2 separate regions of the Ovis aries genome follow, and region 1 is linked to region 2. Evidence: chromatin contacts called from public Hi-C data. All regions are on one chromosome and are shown on one strand. The core of a region is the stretch at or near the end of the contact, and the rest is flanking DNA. Distances in the headings are between cores, read along the strand shown. Region 1 has its middle 44 kb from the start of PITRM1. Region 2 overlaps LOC121816268 (a long non-coding RNA gene).

Region 1 (5,008 bases), core at 2,209-4,708, 1.1 Mb after region 2:
GGCCACCTCTAGTGGTTTGATCTGATTGCTTACAGAAATAACCAACCACCTGAGTCGAGGGCCCCAGTGTTTGACCCAACACTCAAGGATGATTGCCCTCTCTCATGAATGTGAAGGTCACAGTTTTAGCTGAGTCTGGGAGGCCAGGGCAGGGCCTGAAGTAGTTGCCTTTTCAATCTTGAAAGGCCCCTTCGGAGAAGGCAATGTCGCCCACTCCAGTACTCCTGCCTGGAAAATCCCATGGATGGAGAAGCCTGGAAGGCTGCAGTCCATGGGTCGCTGAGGGTCGGACACGACTGAGCGACTTCACTTTCACTTTTCACTTTCACGCATTGGAGAAGGAAATGGCAACCCACTCCAGTGTTCTTGCCTGGAGAATCCCAGGGACAGGGGGGACCTGGTGGGCTGCTGTCTATAGGGTCGCACAGAGTCGGACACGACTGAAGTGACTTAGCAGCAAGGCCCCTTTGAATTCTGGCTTCCACTTAAAATAGTCCTCATCCTTTCCTTGCAGCTTTTCGTGTAGAGGCTTTGCTGTTAGACCTTAGTTAGGGATCCAGATGTGGGGAAACCCAGCCACCCCTGGAAACCCCTAAGGTGTCCTCTAGTTCTGGGGTGTGGGGTGGGCTGCAGACAGCTTCTTCCCTCTCCTGGGTGCGCTTCCCTGACCCTGTGTGAGAATGCAGCCCAGGCGGACATCCTGGGGCCCCGGTTGTAATATTTGAGGCTTCTCCCTGGACACCTTCTGTCCTCTATCAGTCAGTGGTCAGGGCGGTCACAGTGCTTTGTCAGAGACCTCCTTTGTAGGACCAGCAGTCAGAACGTCATCTCATGTTGGAGGAGGCTCCCTCCTCCAGATGTCAGTCTTCTAGGTCTTCGGCTGAAGTTTCCCCAGAGATTCCCCCCATCTCTGAAGGCCTGGAGCGGCACTGTCCGGATGTATTGTTCTGGTTGTGTGTTTGGGGTCCTGGCACACAGAAGCAGACATTTCTTGTGACTTGGAGGATGACGGGACACAAAAGAAGGCATCCTTTAAACCTATCGCACGATCTAGCAGCGAGGCCAGCGGGATGAGGAATCAGGGACACAGAACGTGTGTCCTCGGGGGCCTCCCTGTCTCCCCTGAGGTCCTGCCCCATCCTGTATTCCCCACTGGGCCTCCTTCCCAGAAGGACGGGGTACGACAGGCTGATGGGCCTGGTCTAGGAAGGCCCTGGTCCATCGGGCCCCGTATCACAGGATTGATGCCCAGCAGACCTCCTGATGGAGCAGGTGCTGCTTCCTGTTGTGCCAGGGGCGTCGGGTTTTACAGGGACAATCCCGGACTGTCTTCTACAGCTCCCCCGGCTCGTCCCTGGGTCAGCCCTCGGGGTTTCCTCATCTTGTGCGCTTCATCTATGGGACACCAGTCTCCAGTTTTCTCTCATTAGGTGGGTCCTAATCCCCAGTTTATGTGAGAGTTTCCTCCCCTACAGGGGTCCAGGGCACCGGGGACATGGCGAGGGGGGCAGCCAGTGAGTGTGTGCTCAGCCAGCTTACATTCTGATGACTGTGAATGCCTGTGCTGACACCCCACGCTTTGACGACTCTTGTGACCCAGGGTACCTGACCTGCTTCAGAGCTGAGTAAGTGGCATCGTGTCGACTGCAAGTCCACAGCTTCTCCCCCGACGTCCGGTGCTGGCCGTGGCTCCTCAGGACTCAGGTGGAGGACCAGTGTAGGAGCCCCGGGCAGCCCCTCTTTCTTCCTCTGTGTAGACTGTCCTCTGTGCGGACTGTGTGTGTCTGAGCACAGAGGTGGGAGCAGCCATTACCGCCCCCTTTGGGAGTCCATTCTCCCTGCCATTGTCCCTCTTGTTTACATACGGCACAAACAGCGGGCCTTATTTCCTTGGCTTCTTGTCCCTCTGGGGGGACTGGCGTCACTTGTGGCGTCAAGGGTCTCTGTGGGCCCAGATCCCTGTGATGCTGGAGGGCAGCAGCCAGTAGGTGGGGCTGCCTTTGGGCTGCTTTCTCCTCTGACTTTCCTGCCTCCATCTCAGTTATTGACACCCAGTAGGTGACCGCAACCAGGGGAAGGGTGGGGTATCTTGTTCTGTTCTGTTTCTGAAGTTGATGCCTAATGTTGGGGGCACTTTGGGTGATGAAATGCGACATCCCAGTGACTCAGGGTCAGTGCAGCACCGATTCGGGACAGAGCCGTGGGCAAGACCAAGCAACTCCTCCTGCCCCCAGTCCCTGTCATCCCCGGGTGTCTGGCACTGCAGGCAGACGTGTGTGAGTTTCCATCCCCCATCTTCTCAGGGGCCACAATTCCAGTTACCAGGGCTATGCTGTGTGCACACCATACCCGGGTATGGGATGCTGGGCAGAGTTGTTCTGGATTCGGTGTAAATGCACCAGGCAGGTTAGTTCAATGGGTGCTTCGCTTTGCCTTCCTGGCAAAAGGGCACGTCTTTGGGGTTTACTCAGGATGGAGCAGGCACATAGGAAACAAAGTGAGCCGTGAACAGGAAATTCAGAGAGCTGGCTGATAAATACAACAGGGGCTTATAATTCTGTCTGCTTCTACATATGTCTGCAATTTTCCATATAAAACGCCCACCTCTGAGCAGCACACCCCATCTGCTCCCATCTGTGCCCCTTAGGACCTGTCAGAGCAGGTTGTCAGACCGCCAGACTCTGTCTAAATTCCAGAAATAGTAAGAGCACTGGAGCTCTCAAACATAGCACCTGACATAATTAGGGGAAAAGTCCGTGTCCATGTGTCCAAAGCGGGGGGTGGGGTGGGTGAGGGAGGAATCTTTTCTTTTATTAAGGCTAACTGTTAGGGGTTTATCCCAAGTCCTTGTATTTTATATATGAACTTTCTGAAACTCAGAATACTTCTATCCAGCAGAAGACTGTCCTCTCTTAGCACTATGACAAGGAGGAAGAGGGGTCAGGATGACTGGAAGGAGGGGATTGTCTGTGGTGGGGTGGTCTCTGAGCCCCCATCATTGATCCGGGTAGCCATCATGAGGTGCCCCCCATAACAAAGAACAGAGCCACCTCAGCCTCCGGGGAAGGCCTATGAATGGATCACATGGATCGCTGACTTTACATGGAAGTTCAGACACAGAATCGATGCCATTACCTTTGCAGGAGCAAAGATGAACTGTTGGGGCAGGGGTGGCTGATGAGGGCTGACATGCCACCTGACAGCCTCTCCATATGGAAGGGGACCAGGCTGCTCCCAGCTTGTCCCTCTGTCTTCATTCTGACACTGAATTTAGGTTCCCTCCCGTTGTTATTCAAATAGTCTTTGTCCTTTGCAAGAAGAGATATATAAAAATTCATGGACTTTAAAAGAATAAATTGAAAGATGAAATCAGAGCAAGGGGAACAGTAAGGAAAGACACAACAGCAACAGTGGGTTTAGCAACAGAATGCACACAAAGACCCTATTGTCTCCTGGGAGCTGAGCCCAGTATCAGGCTCTGTGCTGTCTACGGATCCTCCAGAGAGGAGCGCACACCAGCGACAGGCCGTGGGGCCTGCACAGATACACCCAAATGCGCTTCTTGGAAGATGCTTTCCCAGTCTGGAACAAGATCACAGAGAAATTCCTCTTGAGAGTTTATAAGAGTTAGTCCCTCTTATCTTCCAGGGAATGCACTTTGCAGTGGGAGGAGAGAACATGAAAAAGCAGAGTTAGTGACACAACTGCAAAGCAATTTTAAGTGGTCACAGCTATTTTTTTTATTTTGGAGAGCATGCTTATTTAGGACATGTAGCTAAACACCGAGTCTACCTTCCTTAGGAAATCCTAAGGTTAGACTCCTCCTTTTGATGTGTACATGGACAGCTGGACTTCTCTGCTCATGGGTGTTGTTTTGTAAAGTAGGCTGAGGTCAAAGGGCCTAACCAACCCTTCACCATCCCCATCATCAACACCATCACTCATGTCACCAGAATCATCCCCACCCCATTCCCGTCAGTAATGCCATCACAGACGCCATCACAGCAGCAGCACCAGTGTCCCTGGCACTTGAGCAAATACACAGGGGACTCAGGCATGAGCTCGTGATGCCCTGACATGAAATTGCACAGTACTATCAGTCAGTTCAGTCGCTCAGTCGTGTCCAACTCTTTGCCACTCCATGAATCGCAGCACGCCAGGCCTCCCTGTCCATCACCAACTCCCGGAGTTCACTCAGAGTCGCGTCCATAGAGTCAGTGATGCCATCCAGCCATCCTCGGTCATCCCCTTCCCCTCTGCCCCCAATCCCTCCAAGCATCAAAGTCTTCTCCAATGAGTCAACTCTTTGCATGAGGTGGCCAAAGTACTGGAGTTTCAGCTTTAGCATCATTCCTTCCAAAGAAATCCCAGGGCTGATCTTCTTCAGAATGGACTGGTTGGATCTCCTTGCAGTCCAAGGGACTCTCAAGAGTCTTCTCCAACACCACAGTTCAAACTCATCAATTCTTCAGCACTCAGCCTTCTTCACAGTCCGACTCTCACATCCATACATAACTACTGGAAAGACCATAGCCTTGACTAGCCAGACCTTAGTCGGCAAAGTAATGTCTCTGCTTTTGAATATGCTATCAAGGTTGCTCATAACTTTCCTTCCAAGGAGTAAGCGTCTTTTAATTTCATGGCTCCCATCACCATCTGCAGTGATTTTGGAGCCCAAGATAAAGTCTGACACTGTTTCCACTGTTTCCCCATCTATTTCCCATGAAGTGATGGGACCAGATTCCATGATCTTTGTTTTCTGAGTGTTGAGCTTTAAGCCAACTTTTTCACTCTCCTCTTTCACTTTCATCAAGAGGCTTTTAGTTCCTCTTCACTTTCTGCCATAAGGGTGGTGTCATCTGCATATCTGAGGTTATTGATATTTCTCCTGGCCATCTTGATTCCAGCTTGTGTTTCTTCCAGCCCAGCGTTTCTCATGATGTACTCTGCATAGAAGTTAAATAAGCAGGGTGACAATATACAGCCTTGACACACTCCTTTTCCTATT
Region 2 (4,600 bases), core at 719-3,218:
CCCTTGCCTTAGAGTTATCTGAAGGGCTGCTTCAGGGGCTTAAGTCCTCAGCTTTGCTTGCCAAATAAAACATGTATCTCAACTTTTAGGTCATGTATTTTTTTTTTTTTTTCCAGTTGACATAGTGCCCACTATGCCCAGGCAGGAGGCTGGTGGGAGAATGAAGGAAAAAATAAAGCAGATCACAGGCCTAATCATGCAACCAATCTGAACTGCATAACCTGACAGACACTCACTGTTTTACAGGCACATGAAACAATAAGCCTGCATTTCCTGGGTAGGTCCTACCTCATCTGTGTTGCGATTAAATCACAGACTGTTATGGATCTGAGAGTTCAGGGCAGTGAGGCTGGTATTTAGTGGAAGCCCCTGAGTCTTTCAGCAGAACTCTGCCATGGATGTCGGTGATGGCACCAGCCCCTTATGAACTAAACTAAATGTGGATTTCATTTTAAAACAGTCTTGTTTTGCATGTCATGCTCTTTTAGTCCCATCTTAGCTATCAGCGGTTCCAGTAATTAGCTGCCTGCTCACTCCAAGCATTGCAATATGATTATACAACATTTATAAAATTTGGAACCCATCCTGTCCTCCACTCAAAGCAAGACTTCAGGATTTAAAGATGCCTTCTTGTGTATCATATCATCTTTGGTGTGTGCAATGGGCAGGTCCTTGTGTGGTTTCTATAAATTCACCTAAATGGGGGACTTTTCTAGAAGAGTTTCCTTCACGCTGCCTTCTGTGAAGAGTGATGGAAGAATACAGTTAATTTTGTGAGTACAAGAATCATAAAAATGTCACTGACATGAAATTGCCTTTTTGTTTACATTAAAAGGGACAAATATTCTTCCCTCTCTAGAAACTTAATTAGAACATCTTCAAAGACCCTGAAAGAGACATAATTTCAGGAACTTTCAAGTAGTGAGTAATGGAGGTTTCCTTTATTTATTCCTTTGATTAATTCTACCCAAAGTGCATCCCCCCCCCCAGAAGATATTTTCTTTGTTCTTTGTTCATTAGCAAATCTTTATTCATCGTGACTCGGAATCCAGTCACTCCTCTTGCAGAGCTGTCTGTGTTCCCTCAGTTTCCTTGGCACAGTGGATGCACACGCGTGTGTAACACTCATAGTGTCATTCTAGGAATGGCCTCTTACTCTATAAGTGGCAAGAAACAGAGTAAGGCTATGTAGCCACGGAACCCACTTTATTTTATAGCCTTTAGCTTCCTGAAGAAAGTCCAGAAATGAGGCTGGGACTTCATTTGGAACACTAGGTAAGTAGAGTTCAAATGGTCCACTTATTTATATCAACAAATTCAATCCAGGCATCTCAAAAAATCTCCAAACAATAAATGCTTGAGAGGATGTGGAGAAGAGGGAGCCCTTCCTGCGCTATTGGTGGGAATGTCAGTTGGTACGGTGACTATGGAGAACAGTGTGATGGTTCTTTAACAGACTGAAAACAGAGCTACTGTATGATCCAGCAGTCCCACTCCTGGGTGTGAAAGTGAAAGTTGCTCAGTTGTGTCTGACTCTTTGTGACCCCATGGGCTGTACAGTCCATGGAATTCTTCCAGGCCAGAATACTGGAGTGGGTAGCCTTTCCCTTCTCCAAGGGGTCTTCCCAACCCAGGATCAAACCCAGGTCTCCCGCATTGCAGGCGGATTCTTTACCAGCTGAGCCACAAGGGAAGCCCAAGAATGCTGGAGTGGGTAGCCTATCCCTTCTTCAGCGGATCTTCCCGACCCAGGAATCAAACCAGGGTCACCTGCATTGCAGGTAGATTCTTTACCAACTGAGCTAGGAGGGAAGCCCTATACCTGGAGAAATCCATAATTAAAAAACTACATGCACCCCAGTGTTCACTGAAGCGCTATTTACAATAGCCTCTTTGGAGAAACGTGAAAATGTACCATTAAATGCTCACAACTTTACTTCCAGACCAGCATAGCTATCTTGGCATTTCTATTTACTGTAAATAGAGATCAGAAAACAATTTTGAAAGCTATTGGGAACAACAGGGGGAAAAAAGCACAGATATCCTTAAAACGGAAAATTAATGCAGTCACCTGATAGGCAACCTCAGAAATACCAGCAGAGGGCGCAACAGCCTGTTTTATAATGAGGGAGAAGCAATGCTCCGAAAACAACCTAAAATGGCATTTTCTCTCCTTGCTTATTAGTTCCTAATACACTAAAAAATGTAATGACTTTATTGACAGCAACATTTGAAACTAAAATCTCAGAAGTTGTAATAATTGTATTTGAGTCGTGAGAGGATTATTGTACGTAATATCTGACTTTTGGAACTAAAAGGGACTCTAGATCTTTCTGGTCCAATTTCTCTGTTTAAGGCCAGGGAGACTGAGGTTCTTAATCTTGAAGTTAAGATTCAAGGCAAGAGTTTTGATGGGAATTCTGGTCGTATTACAGAGTCCAAGACTGTGATTTGGCAACTCTGCTACTCAGCCAACTGTGGTTTTAGCCTAATAACTGCAGTTCGCCTGGATAGGGAACTGGATGGGTGGGTGGGATATGGGATCACTGAAGTCAAGAATATTTTTCAGCTGATGTTTATCTGTAGAATCTCCTTGTCTCTCTTATAAGAACATTTATATTTTCAGAGAAGTGGCATTTTCAGGGAGAACCTGCCATCCTCCTGTAACCTCTTCACCATTTTCTAAAGTATCTCTGTTTCCAGCTGTGACCGAGCAAAGTTGTTTTATCAAATGCTGTCTTTCCAGCCTCTGGTTATTTCTGCAGTAGTGGGGGAGGGATATTTCACACATTTGGTTTATACTAAGAAGATACTTCCTACAGCATTAACAAATATCCCGTAACAGGAATGAGCATGGAGACCAGGCTTTGGTTCTGTAGCAAGAATTCTCATGAAAGTTACGCTGCTATTCAGGAAGTGGAGGCTGACATAAAGCTACATTATTAACTCACAGAAGTAATGAAAGCTTGCATTCAAAAGCTTTGAATCATCTCCGAATCATCACTTGACCCCAAAACAAAAAAGAAAACTGACATGACAATCATGGACATTAAAATATTGAAAATTTATTTTGTAATTTACATTGTTTCTTCTTGCTAAAATTGTGAAGTGGCTTGAAAACTGTCTAAAGGACCATAAATGGTTCACACTGGGAATTATAGATTAGAAATTTTTGTTGAGAAGGTGAGAAGAGAGAGAATTTCTGGGAACCTGGCTATACTACAAGATCTGTCCATATTTGTTTCCTTTTATCGCAAAGAGTCGGACATGACTGAGCGACTGAACTGAACTGAACTGATCAGCAGGTCAGAGAAGGTGATGGCACCCCACTCCAGTACTCTTGCCTGGCAAATCCCTTGGATGGAAAAGCCTAGTGGGCTGCAGTCCATGGGGTCACGAAGAGTCGGACACGACTGAGCCACTTCCCTTTCACTTTTCAGTTTCCTGCATTGGAGAAGGAAATGGCAACGCACTCCAGTGTTCTTGCCTGGAGAATCCCAGGGACAGGGGAGCCTGATGGGCTACTGTCTATGGGGTCGCACAGAGTCGGACACGACTGAAGCGACTTAGCAGCAGCAGCAGCATCAGCAGGTATTACTTTCCATCAACCATTTAAAACGGGGATAATAGTTTAACGAAAAAATGACTTTCAATGTGTTATAGACAATACAAGGTAAATAAAACTTCAATCAAATATCTGATTGGAAAACTTTACAGAGACTCTTCTAAACATGATTTAAAAATACAGTTTCCTTTTGAAAGTATCTGAAAATCAAATTACCCAGATCATTACACATTTAACTTTAAGTTTCAGTTTGACAAAGTTTCTCTATTGGAATACATATTTTAGAAGTAAGATTAAATCAGTAAACAGATTAAATGAGTAAGCACTTTCCCCTTTGCCTGGCTCAGACAGCTTGTTACTATTATTTTAAAAATTTCCATTACACTGCAGCAAAATGACCATCCAGTTTTCAGCGTGTGCAACTTTTGAGCAGAAGGTTTTTTAGGTAAGAACTGAATGTCCTTTTTCTTATAAAAAGTAAGTGGTTTAATCACATGTTCTTTTGGAGACATCCAAGGTTTAGCATTTCATGGTTTTACCATCTTTGTCCAAATAAAGGAAATAAGGAACCTCTCTGGTTTCATTGTGAGAACTCTGGGTGAACAGCTATATATAACAACTTGACAACATTATTTGAAATTTCCGGAATTTTATTATAATATCTCTTTGAATTGGTGATGATCCCTGAGGACAGGACTATCCCCATGCTTATTCATTAGAAACTTTTCTGGATTAAATGCTGGCAAAAGTCTTCTTGGGAGCAGGGTCTGCATTATTTAAAAGGTCTCATAATCTATCCTCATGTCCAAATTTACACTGTTTTGCGAATCACATGCTTTCCTTTGGGTCAAGTTTAACTAGCCTTTTTTCTTTTTAAATGAATAGAAACCTAACAAGTAGAAAATCTGATGATGATTTTCATTGTATGAACCAAGAAAGTAATTTGAACCAAGTAGTATTAATAACTACAACAATTAATGCTCATTAATTATTATCTTTTTTCTTTTAGTGTCGACCTGTACTCAAAAGTTGCCA

Evidence for each region. Hi-C and Micro-C count contacts between places; a contact is called where the count stands out from the background.
Region 1: a Hi-C map of mixed tissues shows a contact between it and region 2, with 5 times the contacts expected there. The contact joins two enhancer-like sites. A contact is called at or near these places in 6 of 16 Hi-C or Micro-C datasets (hypothalamus, liver, mixed tissues and 2 more).

The regions. Positions count from the first base shown.
Region 1 is chr13:44,626,958-44,631,965 of ARS-UI_Ramb_v3.0, forward strand. No RefSeq gene overlaps it. Among named protein-coding and RNA genes, the nearest start is that of PITRM1, 44 kb to the right of the region's middle. Within about 2 kb of position 3,459, at least 11 of the 54 cell types and tissues checked have an H3K27ac peak or open chromatin away from gene starts, as enhancers often do.
Region 2 is chr13:43,513,248-43,517,847 of ARS-UI_Ramb_v3.0, forward strand. LOC121816268 (a long non-coding RNA gene) reads left to right here. Exons shown (of 4, transcript XR_006055788.2): 4 at 1-82. Among named protein-coding and RNA genes, the nearest start is that of AKR1E2, 28 kb to the left of the region's middle. Within about 2 kb of position 1,969, at least 4 of the 54 cell types and tissues checked have an H3K27ac peak or open chromatin away from gene starts, as enhancers often do.